Linked DNA regions of Mus musculus: all the other regions are linked to region 2. Evidence: chromatin contacts called from public HiChIP or PLAC-seq and Micro-C data. All regions are on one chromosome and are shown on one strand. The core of a region is the stretch at or near the end of the contact, and the rest is flanking DNA. Distances in the headings are between cores, read along the strand shown.

Region 1 (2,700 bases), core at 44-2,543, 460 kb before region 2:
GATGAATTTTTTATGACAGGATAGTATATATTTTAATTATCCAACCCCCCCCCCCCCACACACACACACACACTTTGGCGTTCTTTGAAGCGCATGTAGAGGTAAGAGGACAACTTTTGGAAGTTGATTCTGTCCTTCCATGGATCAAACTCAATTTGTCAGGCTTGGTAGCAAGCGCAATTATTCTCTAAGCTATCTTGTTGGCCATGCAAGATGATATTCTCTATTTCCCCTCCATTACTTGTTTTAGTCAGTAAATGACTGGAGAACGTAAGAGGTGGAGCCAGATAACCCTGAGTTATTTCTGTTGTTGAGACAGTCCACCTACCTCAGCCTCCCGCGTGCTGGGAGTGCAGTGCGCTAAACGGGGCTGGATAATCTTAAGCTTAAATCGTGCAATTCCTTTCTAGAACTCTAAAGTATGGACAAGCTACTCAGCTTCTCCAAACCCCAATCAACCCTAATACTCGTGTATACAATGACATGCTAATACATCATAGACTAAGAGAACAGGTGCGTATTAGCAACTGAAGGCAAACAAGATTCCGCCTGACCTGTCAAAGCACCAAAGTTCGGTCCAGGCCTCAGGCCGTGGGTATCTCGGCCAATCTCTGGACGTCGTGTACATTTATACAGAATGGGGTTAGCGGCCTCGCAGTGCAGCTGAAAAACTTTGGTAGGTAAAAGACGTAATGTAGATATAGAGGGAAAATAAGGCTGCGGGGGTCCCCGTATGCAAATCTGCGCCTTACTGCCGAACGCGGGCGCTGGCGCTTCCGCACTTCCCCTCCAGAGCACCCGGACAACTCTCTGGCGCGGGGGCGGAGATTTGCATGTGCGAAATCGGGAAGAGGGGGAACCACCGGTCGAAAACCCCGGGCGGGCCTCGGGCGGCCAAGGAGCGCGCCCGGTGCACCGCCCGGCCCGCCTCCGGCCGCTCGGCCAGCATGACGTCACGAACACGCCCCTCGGCTTTAAGCGGCGCTCTCAAGGACTCTGGAGGAGGGGGATTTCTCAGGGACCGACGGCTTCTCACGCGCGGAGTCGTCGCTGCGCGCCCTCACGGAGCTCCCGGCGCGAGCGTGCAGGCTGTGGTGGCTCTGGAGGAAGTAAGCGCACTGGCCCGCGCGGGGTCGCGCGCCCGCCGCGAGGCTCCGCCCCCCGCCCCGGGTAGGCGGTGGCGCGAGTGACGTAAGCAGCGGGAAATCCCCCCCCCTCCCCCCACGTTCCGCCGGGCGGTCCGCCCCGCCCCCTGCCCCTGCCGCGGCATCCTGGCAAGGCGACGCCAGGACACTAGTGACCGGAGCGCGAAGATTCGGGGGTGGGAAGGTGTGAGCCGCAAACCCAGAGGAGCCGGGAAAGAAGAGGAGGCCCGGGGGTGGTCCGAGGACAGGCGTCCCGGCTGCGGAGGCTGCTCAGCCTCCTCACTGGTTGGCTGACTGACGGGCTAGCTGGCTGACTGCCTGCCTGACCGACTGCCTGGCTGACTGACTCACTGACTGACTGACTGGCTGCCTTGCAGCCTCGGGCCGGACGCTGGAAGCTGCAGCGAGCGGCGCGCGGAGCCGAGCCATGGCCTCGAGTGAGTACCGGGGCGAGCACTCGCGGGTCACGGGGAGGAGCTGTCGGGGGCTCCGTTTGGGGTTAGGACGGTCTGCCTTTCAAGTCTTCTCATCTGGCAAATTGTCAGCCGTTTGAAAAGTTGCCCGCTCCGGGGTTTGCGTGTGAAATCAAAGCGGCGCACTGTAATCTGATCTTCTCCTAATAGCCAGAACCTTCGAAATTCCCAACGGTGTGCTTTTAGGATCACAGGGGGTAATCTCAGTAAAGGAGAGCAGAGAAGCCTCGCGTTTAAAGACTCAGTGGTATGGAGACCCAGTTTTACATTTTTGAACAAAAAAGAGGAACCTCCGGACCTCAGACGAGCTTTCTTTTTTTAAGTCCAATCGTGCTAGCGGCTGACACTGGTACAGAATGTGGCGTGGCTGTGAAAGTCCTCAGTGGCGTTTTAATTCGTTCCAAGCGAAAACACTACCCCCGCCCCCACGAGCTAAAGATGTTGCTTGTCTAATTTACCGTGTAGAGACCTCGATCCCTTCAACCCCCAACCCCAAACCTGCACGCGCGTTTTGTTAGCAGCAAGAGGACGAGATTTGATTATACTTTAAAGTAACTGGTAGGGTTGAAAATGTCATCGTTTAATGTCAGTGTTTTATCTGCCACTAGTAAGTTTTGGATCATCTGCTTTGAGGGGGACATTTATAAGAAACAGTTTACAGGACAGGGGAGTTTAGTATGACAGTCGTACTATATGTAAAGCAAGCACTTGAAGCAGCTGAGATGGTGGTGGGAGCTAAAAATGACACCTTCTGTCTGTAGCAGGACGCTGACCCTTATCTTCCCAGTGACCCTCAGTAGAAGGCAGCCGACGTCTGGCAGAGAAGAGGAAGTAGAAAGCTTAGTGAACTCTTTAAGAGTTGAGCAGAACAATATCATAACTCCTGCTGTAAAGGAAACTGGGGTGTTTCACATGACACTTGATTTCAGTTTGTCTGTGGTTTTCATGAGAAAACAAGTGTAGTTTAAAATATTTCAACTTTCTCTTTACCCATTTAAATGAAGCCAGGCTTTCAGATGCTCTAGTAAATTTGTAAATTTAACTCATGTTCTGATTAGAAGCACAAAAAGGCTTTAAGTATT
Region 2 (2,700 bases), core at 60-2,559:
CAAGAATGAAATTTATGTCAAAATAGGAATAACCTTATAAAATACTAGGAAAATGTAGGATGACACAGATATGGGAAAATGTAGTTTGAATATATACAAAACACCTACTTTAATCTGTCAGGAACTAAATACATAGCTGAAAATAAATTATAAACCTTTTAGCCATTAAAGTGAAACTCAAGCACATAATAAAGTAAAAATTAAGCAACCAAAAGGGAATTACAATCTACAAATAGACTTTTTAAATGAATGAATTAAAAGGAATAAGTAGTTTCGAAATCTGTCAAAATATCACACTGAATATAAATTCCAATACCTCAAATGAATATTTGTCACAAATCAAGTTTGTGTAAATTATCTTTTCATCTAAACCACCTCTGGGCCCACAAGTGGCTGACGTGCAATATTCCCTGTTTCTTAAGCAGAAATGCAATCTTGCAAGGCCAAAAATAAAATATGTAATACAATAATAAAGAATAAGGAGTAAGGCCTCTCATTTTCAGAGACAGACCATGACTAACTCGGGGTGGTTGTCGTTGGTAGAGATCTCCTTATAATAGACTTTACTACTTAAACGACGAATGGTACTAAAGAAATACTATCACCTTTATTTTTAATTAAGGTAAGACGGTTCCAATCATCACTATTGCAGTTCAATTTCTGCTATTTAAGGGCTGGCAGATGGATTGAATACACCCACACACCCTCAAGGGATGGAAAAATCACCACCCTTCTCCCACGGACTTTAACGAAAATTAGCAGGTAAGCGAGGCCTCCCCAGCACGCTGGAAATCAAAGAGGGCGGCCCTGAGGCTCGGACTGCAGAGCAAAGCCTAGTCCTCCGACCCCACCTCCCCACACCTTCCTCGAAGGGGGAAAGGGGCGGAAGGGCTCATTAGTGCCTTCATTAATTGACACCTGTAATGAGGAAACTTTCCGAGACCGCCCAAGCCGGACCCGGCCGGGGCTGCGCCGCGGCCTCTCGGGCGCCCAGGTAACCCGGCGGCCTGGGCCCGAGGCGCCGCGACGGCCGCCGCCACCACGCACCTTCCCGGGCACACAGGCCCGTACGCCGGGCCGGCCCGGTCGCCGCAGCCCGCAGGCCGGGAAGGCAGGCAAGGCGGGAGAGCACAGCCCAGGGACCCCCAAACCGTGCACCCCGACGGGTCCCCTACCCGGCGACTTACTTTCATTTAACACCTCCACCAGGTCTGCGCAGTTCTCGCACATCGTTCGGCCGCCGCCCCCCCCTCCCCCGCTTAGGATCGCGCTGACTGATCCCGACCGGCGGGGGGGAGGGGACGGAGGCAGGGGAGGGGGCCGGCCTGCCGGCGGGGCGGGGAAGCGACGAGGGCGGGCGGCGGCGGCGAGGACGGGGCGGGGAGCCGCGGGTGGGGGAGGGGGCCGGCGGGCCCGGGAGCGGGAGCGGGCGGGGGCGAGGAGGGGGGCGAGGGGAGCGCAGGCCTCAGGGGCGCCTAGGCGCCGGCGGCGGGGGAAGGGGGAAGGACGGGGGAGGGGAGAGGGAGGGGTGGGTGGGGAGAGAAGCAGCAGAGTCACTTCACCACCGACCAGACGCCGCGGCCACCGCCGCCGCCGCCGCCATTTTAATGGAGCGCTCGGGCTGCGCTCGGCTCTTTCCGCCCAGGCGAAGGAGCCGAAGAGAGGCGCCTCGCGCACTCATTCCTCCGCCCTCCTCGCTGCCCCCGCCCTCCGCCTCTCTCCGCACACACGCCGCACGCCCTGCCGGAGCCGCTGGCCGCCCTCCCTTTCCTCTTCCGTCCGGCCTCCCCGCCCTCGGTCCACCCCCTGTGCGCGCTCGCCCTCCCCGCCCAGCCGGATCTCTGTCAGCGGCCGGAAGGGGAGCGCGCCGCCCGCCGCCGCGGGGGGAGGCGGGTGAGTGGAAGATGGCGGAGGCTGCGGGCGGGTCGCGGGTACGCGGCCTCTCCCGCCCCTACGGGCTCCGCGCTCCGGGAGACTCGGCCGGAGCCGCGACGGATGGCCCGCCCCGTCCCCTGCCGCGGCGCGGCGCCTCCTGATCTCCCGCACCCCCGAGGGGAAGCGGTGAAGTTTGCCTGTCCTTCGGGTACTTTGAGGGTGGAGACGGCCGCGGGTCAGCAGATGCTGGCAACGCCGCGGCTCGCTCCCCACCTGGCTTCGGGAGAATGGAACAGCCCAGGGCGCGTCTTAACCTGAATCCCTGTTTATCTCAGCCGTGCGGTTCTGTGAGGCTCATGGATCCTCAGCAGTGAAACACCTTGACAGGACTAGAAATGGCGCGGTTGAGAAACCGTGACACCTCGTTTTTACGCACGAGGTCTTACAACGTGTGTGTCTACCCATTCATTCTTCATCGGAAACGCTCTATTAGGCTTTTTCATCAGAGAGAGACAGCGAGAGCTAGTACCGTGAGGAACGAAGCCTGGCGTGATGGTTTACGACAGTACTTCCTAAATGCAGGCAGGAGGGTTGCTCCGAGTTCGAAGGCAGCCTGAGCGACTTTTATAACCCCATTTGCCCAGTGCCAAAAGAAATGGAGCCAGGAGTGGAAAACAAGTGAAAGGGACACCCAACTTAAGTTTGGTATTGCATTAAGAACTAGAAGCTCGGGCTGGTGAGATGGCTCAGTGGGTAAGAGCACCCGACTGCTCTTTCGAAGGTCCGAAGTTCAAATCCCAGCAACCACATGGTGGCTCACAACCA
Region 3 (2,700 bases), core at 81-2,580, 280 kb before region 2:
TTCCAGATCCAAATCTGCCCTCTGACACTTTCACTCAGTAGTCTGAAGCTTGAGATACGTGCATCTTGGAGAATGAACTCAGTCAGAGTCACAGAAACCCCTAACATCTGACCAGCAACAACAGTTCTGTCTGGCAAGCATAGGCAGCCTGTTACGGGGATAGGCTTTCTCACACTGGCATAGTTTAACACTCAGCTAAGTATTTAGAGTTATGCCCATATTCCCTTATACTAACAGCTTATTTATTGCTTTGGACTGTGTCGTTTTGTCCCAGGGTTGGTCCAGGTTGGTTCTTCCCTGTGGGAAGTATTTTTAGATAAGAGGACATTCATATTTCTAATCTCACAAAGTTCTCAGTATGAATTGCCTAACTCTATGCCTAGCTTTGATTGTTTTCCAGTACTTTCTGATAGTTTTGATACCATTTTTGTTGTTTTCATATCAATTAACGTAGAAGGTATTGCCATGTCCTGTTCCGTACCATCACATATGTCTCATTATGTCTTCTAGCCAATGTATAACTCTTGATCTATTATTATCTTGCCTACTTACTGTGGTATCCTCAGGGTCATTGTATGTCCTCACATCTCTCTATGTAGGTTTCCCATGAGCAGTAGTGACAAGAGCAAAATGTGAAAGTAGTGCACAAAGAACTGTTTGAGAGTGCTGCCTCGTGCATTCTTCTTGCCTTTATACTTTGTTTTTAGAGTATTGTCCCTTCCCTTCCAGATTCCACTTCTCTCTCGGCCAGAATAGACTCAGGATATTGACTTCAGAAGACTACATTCCAGAGTATAATTTGTCCCAGGCTGCTTCCCAAACCATTCCTACCTTGCCTCCTTCCTGAACAAAATTAATTTGAAAGCTTTTTTGTGTCCTGATGCTGTCCCTCATTATTAAATTACATTTTTTCCAAGAACTTGATTCCACTGTCAAATTAGATAAATAAATATGTAGTTTTCCCTGACATTTTGATCTAGCACACAAAGCAGTGTGCCCTCATCTCATTCCTCAAAGCTTTTCAAGTACAAAGGAGAGATAAGATTAGAACAAGCCCTGTGCAGCAGCTTCATTCTGACTTCCTGTGTATGTGGGGCTTGTGTAGACATCGCTGGCCTTCCCCCTCCTCCTCCTCCTCTCTCTTTTAGAAAAATTGGTTATGTGTCTATTTTATTGAAAGTAGCAATGGCAGGGTATGGGACTCTTGTTTCTAATATTGTCCTTTGTTTATCAGGGAAAAAGGAGAAGCCAAAGAAATTTACTAAGCCGCCAAAAAAACAACTGTCCTCACCCTGTTCTCAAAAGAAAGAGAAGACACTGGAGAAGGTAATTGTGTGATTTTAAAGTCCTTATAGGAAGTGAGCAAGCAAGTATAGCCAAGACAGTGCAAATAGAGTAATGAATGACATAGTGGATTCGAGCAGTGTTAGTGGATGAGACTCTGGAAGATGTGGGACCTTTGGAAAAGGAAGGGGTGAAACAAAGTATAGGCATGCTACGCCATCCTCCATATAATGAGATGGGACATGTACATGGATTTCCTTCCTCATGCATGAGCCACGTAGTCCATGGAGAGCTGCACATGCAATTGGTAAGGTTGATTGTTCCTGAGAACGTGATGCGGAAAGGACTTTCACAGACTTTGCATTATGTGTGCTAGTTAACCTTTTAACATTTAACCAGTAGTACACATTTATAAAAAGTGAAGAGACTTTTTAAATTGAAGTTAATTCTACTCTATTACCTATAAAATTCACTCTTATTTCCCCGTGCCATTGAAGTGATAAACTGTGAGAGCTGGAAGAGCAGCAGTAGCAGCAGGAGCCTGAGGAGAGCCCTGAGCTCCAGAGAGTACTAAAGGCCGGTTCTAATAAGATCTGCATGGGGCTGGAGACAGGCTGCAAGAGTTACACTGGCTGCTAGCCGAAGGACCCAGGTTCTGTTTCCAGTACCCACATGGCAGCTCACAGCTGTCTGTAATTCCAGATCCAGGGGATCCAACACCATCACGCAGACAGACATGGAGGCAGAACACCAATGTACATAAAATTAAATAAAAATAAAATTAAAAACAAAGATAAGATCCACAGTTACATTGGATGGGTTGCACATTCCTCTTAGTTAAGTACTACAGATGTATGAATAGATAAATTTTTTGAGATTGCATAAGCTTAATATATATTATATATATAAGCTTGTTAATATGATAAGCTTATTAATGCAATCTTTATTAGGATTATATAATATTATAATCTCATATAATATATATTAATCTTTATATATATTGCATAAGCTTTGCATAAATTCAACAGATAAAGATTCAAAGTCTATTTTTTCTCTTTGACGAAGTTTTTTAACTTCACTAAAGTTAAAAAGATTGTCTCACTATTATAGGTCTTTTTTTTGCTGCAAGACTTTATTTATTTATTTGTTTGTTTATTTATTTAATTGGAGTCTTACTATGTAGCCCTGGCTAGCTTGAAACTCTCCATGTAGACCAGGCTGACCTTGTCATGGAGCCCTGCCTGCCTCTGTTGGGATAACACAGGCACCACACCATTCCTAGCTGCTGCTGCAAGGTTTAAATGAAGTAACAGTTCTAGATGTTCTTGGAATGTGTCTTGAGCTCAATAAATGTAACTTGTTCTTATAATTAAGTAGAATGCTAATTAATAAATATACTCTAATTAGACATTAATA
Region 4 (2,700 bases), core at 127-2,626, 330 kb before region 2:
AAAAGTAATTGTATAACCTTCGTAGTGTGCCATGTTGATTAAAGTAGATAACAGATGCATACCTGGCATATATAAATGTTCCATGGATGATAGGCTTCCTTTACTGCATGCATTAATTTGACAAATGAGCCCTTCACAAGTCTGGTTACAAAAACCTGGGCATCACGAAGCATTCATAAAGCAGAAACCGTGGCTTATCTGCTGCCACACTTATCTGACTTGGAGGTCGAAAGCTCTATGTGCAGCCACTGAAGTTCAAGCTGAATGTGAACACATGTTCTCCTGAGAGCAAGACAGGGACCATTCGCTCCCAGCAGGAAGCCTGAGCCTGCGAAATGATCCAAGTGCTTCTCTCACCGTGCTACTCGGAGCTTCGCTGAGGTCTGAGGCCCATTATCAAATGTGGAAGCCTCATTCCTTGGGCATAATTTGGACTCTACCTGCACATTGAGACCACCTCCCCCCAGTGGGAAGGGAGATCTATTTGAGTGGTAGGAGGAAAGCCTTGGCAGATAAGGCGATTGAAGAGAAAACAATAAACAACAACAAAAAACAAACAAACGTTCAACTTCCTCTGGGAAACAAAAAAGAAATGAAGATTTGATCGAAACCATAACATTGAGAGTTACTTATATTCTTTTTGATATACAGCTTACACTGAATACATTGCTCGTTCTCACTGTCTCTGTCTCTGTCTCTGTCTCTCTCTCTCTCTGTCTCTCTCTCTCTCTCTCTCTCTCTCTCTGTCTCTGTCTCTCTCTGCTTGCAAACAGGTTTATTAGTGGACACTGTTTTAGTTTAATCTTGCCAGAACCATGGAGTGATTGCCAACGAAAACTCACATCTGGCCACTAATACATTTCCATCAGTGCTCTAAGACTGAACATCAATCAGCCTTCCAAGTTTAACACTGGAACATTTGCCACACTATATCTGAGAAGTCGCCAGCTTTTCAGTTTACAGTATGTTTCTAAGTCCCAGCCAACGCCCTATCCAATCATATATTTTTTCTGTTGAACCTAAGCAGCTTATAGCAAAATGAGTGACAGGGAAAGATTTATTCTTTTCATTCGAGCTCCCTTTATCTCCCACGTTCAAGATCAAGCGCTGAGGACCTAGTCGCTAAGAGACATGACGCTAAGAGAGTGGGGACGCTGCACTGCGACAGGCCAGAGAGGACGAGCCAGAGAGGGCAGGGTGAAGAGCAGGCTCTGTGCAGCGGTGGGCTGCACTCTGGCACCGCCCGCACCCGCCCACCCGCAGGATCTCGTCGCTCATTGGATGCTCTGCTGCGGCGCTAGCTTGCGATTGGCCCGGGCGCGTCGATCAGGCCCCGCCCCTCGGCGCTCTTGCTGGGCGGCTGGCTAGCGGGCGCAGGCGGGTGCGGCCGCGGCTCGTGAGGCCGCCTCAGCCTGGCGTGTGCGCCGGGTCGCGCCGTTCTGGGCGCGAGCGCGGGCGGTGCTGGCCGCTGCAGGTGACACCGGCGCGGTGAGGGCCGCCGCGGCCCTGTGGAGGTGAGAGAGACGCTGAGAGGCTGGGGCACCCACTCGGAAGCTGGAGTGGGGCGAGGGCCGGGAGCGCCGCTGCCCATCCGGGCGGGCGGACTGGCGGGCGGGCGGGCGGTGCGGGGCCCCGCTGCCCGGAAGCCCGCGGACGCCCGGGCGCTGCCTGCGGCCCCGTCCCGCCGCCGCCCTCGCCTACGCTCTTGGCGACGGAGCCCAGCTTCGGTCGCCGGACTCCGGCCCTCACAGTCCCCGCCAGGCTGCTTTCCGATGCCTTTGTCTGCTCCTCTCCAGCCCGCGCCTCGAGTCGGTGTCCACGCCGCGGAATCCCGGTCCCGAGGACGCGCCGCGCAGGGAGCCTCGGACCCGGGCTTGGAAAGGCTACTTACCCGGGTGGGCAGTGATGTCCGGTCTTTCAGAATCAGAGCCAACCGGCTGGGTCACACGTGTGGATGAGAGTCAGGAAGTCTGTTGTAGATCAGGACTAACAGCCTCCCTCTGCTGTGCCAGAGGCCTTCCACCTGTCCCTGTGACCACCCCCCACCTCCACTCCCTCCTCTGCCTAGGGAAAGATCAAGAGCCCCCTTTTCATTGAAAAATGAAAAGCAGATGCTTGTCCATATGAATAAGCCAAAATAAGGAATAGGTTATGTTCTTTAAAGGTGTAAAATGTTAAAACAATAGAATTTTTATATTTTAGTAAATAATGTTATTTATTTACTAAATATATTATACCTTAAACACTTTTAAAGTATGGTGTCATGCATGAGAGGATAATTTTGAGTTTTAGATATTTTCTTTTGGTCATAGTTTTTTATACGTTTATACCTTTCTCCAGAATGAGATGCATGTGCCAGCTGTTCTAAGACTGTATGTTATTCATACCCTAAAGGAAACATTCTCAGAGATTAGTTTAACTAGAATACACAGTAGTTTTTTTCCCTTGATTGGAAAGATTCAATTGTGTCAACAGAAAAAAAATTCACACCCAAGTTACTTAAATCATCCATTACCACGAATAAATGAGTATTATATTTGAAATATACAAGTTTTTAAGAATTTGATGGAGACATCTTTCTTGTTATTTTAATTAAGTGCTGGGAACTTAGCTCATTTGTGGAGTACACTGCCACCACCACCACCAAAAACAGAAAATAAATTTTAATTAAATATCTGAAAGTTAAAAGTGAAAAAGCAG
Region 5 (2,700 bases), core at 79-2,578, 360 kb before region 2:
CGTGCTTGTTCTCCTCAGTCAGTGGAAGCATACTAGAAGAAACTAAAATGAGCACTTTCAGTATTCTACAGCTACGTGCTGTATTTATGTCCTTAAAAAGAAAAGCTTTCATTTGAAAAATTCTATTTTGTACCCTTCAAATACTGCTTGTCATATCTATATTCTAAAATATGAACTTGACTAAGTGAGTATGTGGATTACAGGGGAGAGGAACAAAGAAAGACAAGCTTGCTCTGGACATGACATTAAAAACTTTCCGATTCCGGGACTTGGGACCACTCAGGGTTGCCTGTGTAAACCTTTCAAGGAAGTACTTACAATATGGGAATATACTCTATTAAAGAAAAAAAAATCAAGAAACTCCATGTGGCCAAGTATTTATTTCAGTTTCATAATCCCGTCTATCAGTTCACTTAACCTATTAATTTAATGTTAAGTAAAGAGTCTATGAGGAGTTGGAAATAATTATGTAAAAATGCATCTTCTTGCCAGGTGTAAGCGCTCACGCTTATAATTTCAGTACACAAGAAACAAGAAGATCTCCATGAGTTCAAAGCTAACCTAGGCTAAATAGAGAATCAAAGCCAGCGGGGGAGAGGGGGGTAGCTGAAACAGTCTTGAGTTTCACACCATAAGATCTTTTTTAATGCATTTCCTCCTGCACAGGCATAGTTCGTCCTCTGGCATGGGAGTAGGGGAAAGGTAAGGGGAAAGCTCTGTTCTGGCCAAACAAGCCCTTAACTCTATGTGCTGAGGTTCTAGAAACTTACCACTCACTCCACCTGACTAACAAACAAAAGGGACTGCAGCTACGCCTCTTCGACACCCAGTCCCTAACCCCTCACCTCGTACTTCCTAGGCCTTACCTTCTCCCAAGATGCCGCAGCCGAGTCTTAACCCTTTTCGGCCCTGGGTGGGAACGGGGAAGAGTAAAGACAGCGCACCTACTGCGCTCAGCCGTTGTGTTCCCCAAGAAAACCAGAGCTTTACAACGAAAGTACCAGGCCCCTCACGAGAGGAATGCAGGAACCCCCTCGTCTTACACGGTGACCTGTAAGGCTGTCCGCCTGGCAGCCTGCACTCCCCCTAGCTCTACGAACGAAAGACTGCGAGGGGCTTTACTGCTAGCCTTAAAGGGTCGGCCGGCAAAGGAGCCTCCGACGGACTCGGCACCTAGGTCGTAGTAGCTGCTGCCAGAAACGTCGATGAGCCCCTACTCAAATTTGAAACCCAGACTAGGGAAAAGAAAGAGGGACGTCCCGCTCTCCCGACTCCCGACCCCCTCCCACACCCCAGCAAATTAGCTGTTCCCTTCCTCCTTCCTCCAGCTTCGCCTGACCACACGCCTTGGCCTGACGTCAGGCGTGGGCGGGGCGGAGGGCTCGGTGTTCTGCCTGTCGTGCCTGGCAAGCGAGGCGCTCCTTCACCCAGCCGTCGCAGTCGCTTCCCTGAGCCGGAGCGGAGCTGGCGGAGAGATGGCCTCCCAGCCGCCGCCGCCCCCCAAACCCTGGGAGTCTCGCAGAATTCCCGGGGCCGGCCCCGGGCCGGGCTCCGGCCCCGGCCCCACTTACCAGTGAGTGTGAGGTGTTTGGGCCGCGACTTTGGAGGCCAGAGCGGGGACTTGGCAGGAGGCGGTTGAAGCCGTTATTGGGGGGAGGCGTCGCTTCCCGCTGCCGGCCCGGGGCGAGTGCAGAGCGGGTCTGGAGTCTGCTGGCTGTACGACCGCCCGTTCTTCCCCCGGGCGCCCCGCCGGCCCCACGGATGCAGGAGCTAGAAAGAAAAGCGGCGCTTCCCTGCCTTTTCGCTTTTGCGGGACATGGGGGGGCGGGACAGCCTGACCCGCTTCAAAGCGACGAGCTTGGGTCTGCTGCCGAGCGCGACGTTGGCCCAGCCAGGACAAGGATAGAGAGCAAAAGTCATGGAAAAGCTTTACAGCCTCTCCAGAAGTTGGTTGAACGACCCAAAGGTCACGTTTACGCAACATGGAATCCAAGCTCTTACCCTTGGCTTTCTTTTCTAGCATAACTTAACGTTTAGGTTGAGGGTTGAAAGAATTCTAAGACAGGAATTCGAGGTCTGTGGGTAGCCTTTGTGTACAAAATTGTGTGTGTGACTGTCGTCTAAGGCCTATAAAGTTTTTATTTGCTTTGATTTAAATCAGTAACAAATGGGTCTGCAACTTTTAAAAATTTAAAACAGAATTAGAGTTTCAGGAACCTGTGTTTTCTTTGGATAAATAGATACCTTAATCCAGGCGACATGATTTCAGAGCAAGTTTGTACGTTTTCCTGGCGCGTAAAAATCTCTGTACGTTGGAGTACTTTTCTCTTATTGGAAAATCTGGTGCTCTTTTAAAAGTACTAAAACACTTGGGCACAGTAACTAATAGATACAATTAGAGTGATAAGCTGTATTTTTCGTGTTAAAGCAACACTTATTGGTGATACTTTCATTAGAATGTTTCTAAGTGTGTTCTTTGCTATCCCGTTAAACTTCTCTGAACATTACTTAGCCTTCTGGGTTTGTTGTTGTTTTGTTGTATGTGCCTTAAATTTTATGATTGTTTTCTGTACCTGTTTATATTTGTTTTACTAATGGTATGCAATTATGGGTTATTCCATTAATGTTGAACTTATCTTGCATTTTTAAATGAACCTACTTAGCTTCCTTTTTTTAATATACTGTCCTGGATTCTGTATT

What was found. A called contact is a pair of places that touch in the nucleus more often than the background predicts. HiChIP or PLAC-seq counts read pairs in DNA pulled down with a chosen protein or histone mark.
Region 1: a contact with region 2 is called in a Micro-C map of embryonic stem cells, with 9 times the contacts expected there. The contact joins the promoter of Rel here to the promoter of Usp34 in region 2. A contact is called at or near these places in 5 of 484 Hi-C or Micro-C datasets (CD4 T cells, CD8 T cells, LSK cells and 2 more) and 2 of 115 datasets of contacts at active chromatin or transcription factors (effector CD8 T cells and memory CD8 T cells).
Region 3: a contact with region 2 is called in an H3K4me3 HiChIP or PLAC-seq map of the SCID.adh cell line, with 10 read pairs. The contact joins the enhancer-like site here to the promoter of Usp34 in region 2. A contact is called at or near these places in 3 of 39 promoter capture datasets (the 3T3-L1 cell line, the HPC-7 cell line and stem cell-derived epiblast-like cells), 1 of 484 Hi-C or Micro-C datasets (the N1E-115 cell line) and 2 of 115 datasets of contacts at active chromatin or transcription factors (the SCID.adh cell line and bone marrow-derived macrophages).
Region 4: a contact with region 2 is called in an H3K4me3 HiChIP or PLAC-seq map of the SCID.adh cell line, with 25 read pairs. The contact joins the promoter of 0610010F05Rik here to the promoter of Usp34 in region 2. A contact is called at or near these places in 3 of 39 promoter capture datasets (cranial neural crest, liver and pre-B cells), 1 of 15 datasets of contacts at CTCF or cohesin (CD8 T cells), 4 of 484 Hi-C or Micro-C datasets (CD4 T cells, cardiomyocytes, embryonic stem cells and 1 more), 4 of 115 datasets of contacts at active chromatin or transcription factors (the SCID.adh cell line, astrocytes, bone marrow-derived macrophages and 1 more) and 1 of 9 other capture datasets (liver).
Region 5: a contact with region 2 is called in an H3K4me3 HiChIP or PLAC-seq map of the SCID.adh cell line, with 14 read pairs. The contact joins the promoter of Pus10 here to the promoter of Usp34 in region 2. A contact is called at or near these places in 5 of 484 Hi-C or Micro-C datasets (CD4 T cells, the N1E-115 cell line, Th1 cells and 1 more), 4 of 115 datasets of contacts at active chromatin or transcription factors (the SCID.adh cell line, effector CD8 T cells, embryonic stem cells and 1 more) and 1 of 9 other capture datasets (adipose tissue).

The regions. Positions count from the first base shown.
Region 1 is chr11:23,769,562-23,772,261 of GRCm38.p6, reverse strand. It overlaps Rel (reticuloendotheliosis oncogene), which reads left to right and starts at 1,293. Exons shown (of 10, transcript NM_009044.3): 1 at 1,293-1,582. The coding sequence starts at 1,573.
Region 2 is chr11:23,305,504-23,308,203 of GRCm38.p6, reverse strand. Usp34 (ubiquitin specific peptidase 34) reads right to left here and starts at 1,309. Exons shown (of 80, transcript NM_001190401.2): 1 at 1,188-1,309. The coding sequence starts at 1,230.
Region 3 is chr11:23,583,146-23,585,845 of GRCm38.p6, reverse strand. 0610010F05Rik (RIKEN cDNA 0610010F05 gene) reads left to right here. Exons shown (of 22, transcript NM_027860.3): 17 at 1,235-1,326. Among named protein-coding and RNA genes, the nearest start is that of 0610010F05Rik, 49 kb to the left of the region's middle. Within about 2 kb of position 1,330, at least 8 of the 459 cell types and tissues checked have an H3K27ac peak or open chromatin away from gene starts, as enhancers often do. A contact at or near this core is called in the SCID.adh cell line, where this site is marked.
Region 4 is chr11:23,632,307-23,635,006 of GRCm38.p6, reverse strand. 0610010F05Rik (RIKEN cDNA 0610010F05 gene) reads left to right here and starts at 1,376. Exons shown (of 22, transcript NM_027860.3): 1 at 1,376-1,514.
Region 5 is chr11:23,664,620-23,667,319 of GRCm38.p6, reverse strand. Pus10 (pseudouridylate synthase 10) reads right to left here and starts at 1,328. Exons shown (of 18, transcript NM_028304.3): 1 at 867-1,328; 2 at 1-42. The coding sequence starts at 31. It overlaps Pex13 (peroxisomal biogenesis factor 13), which reads left to right and starts at 1,437. Exons shown (of 4, transcript NM_023651.5): 1 at 1,437-1,573. The coding sequence starts at 1,476.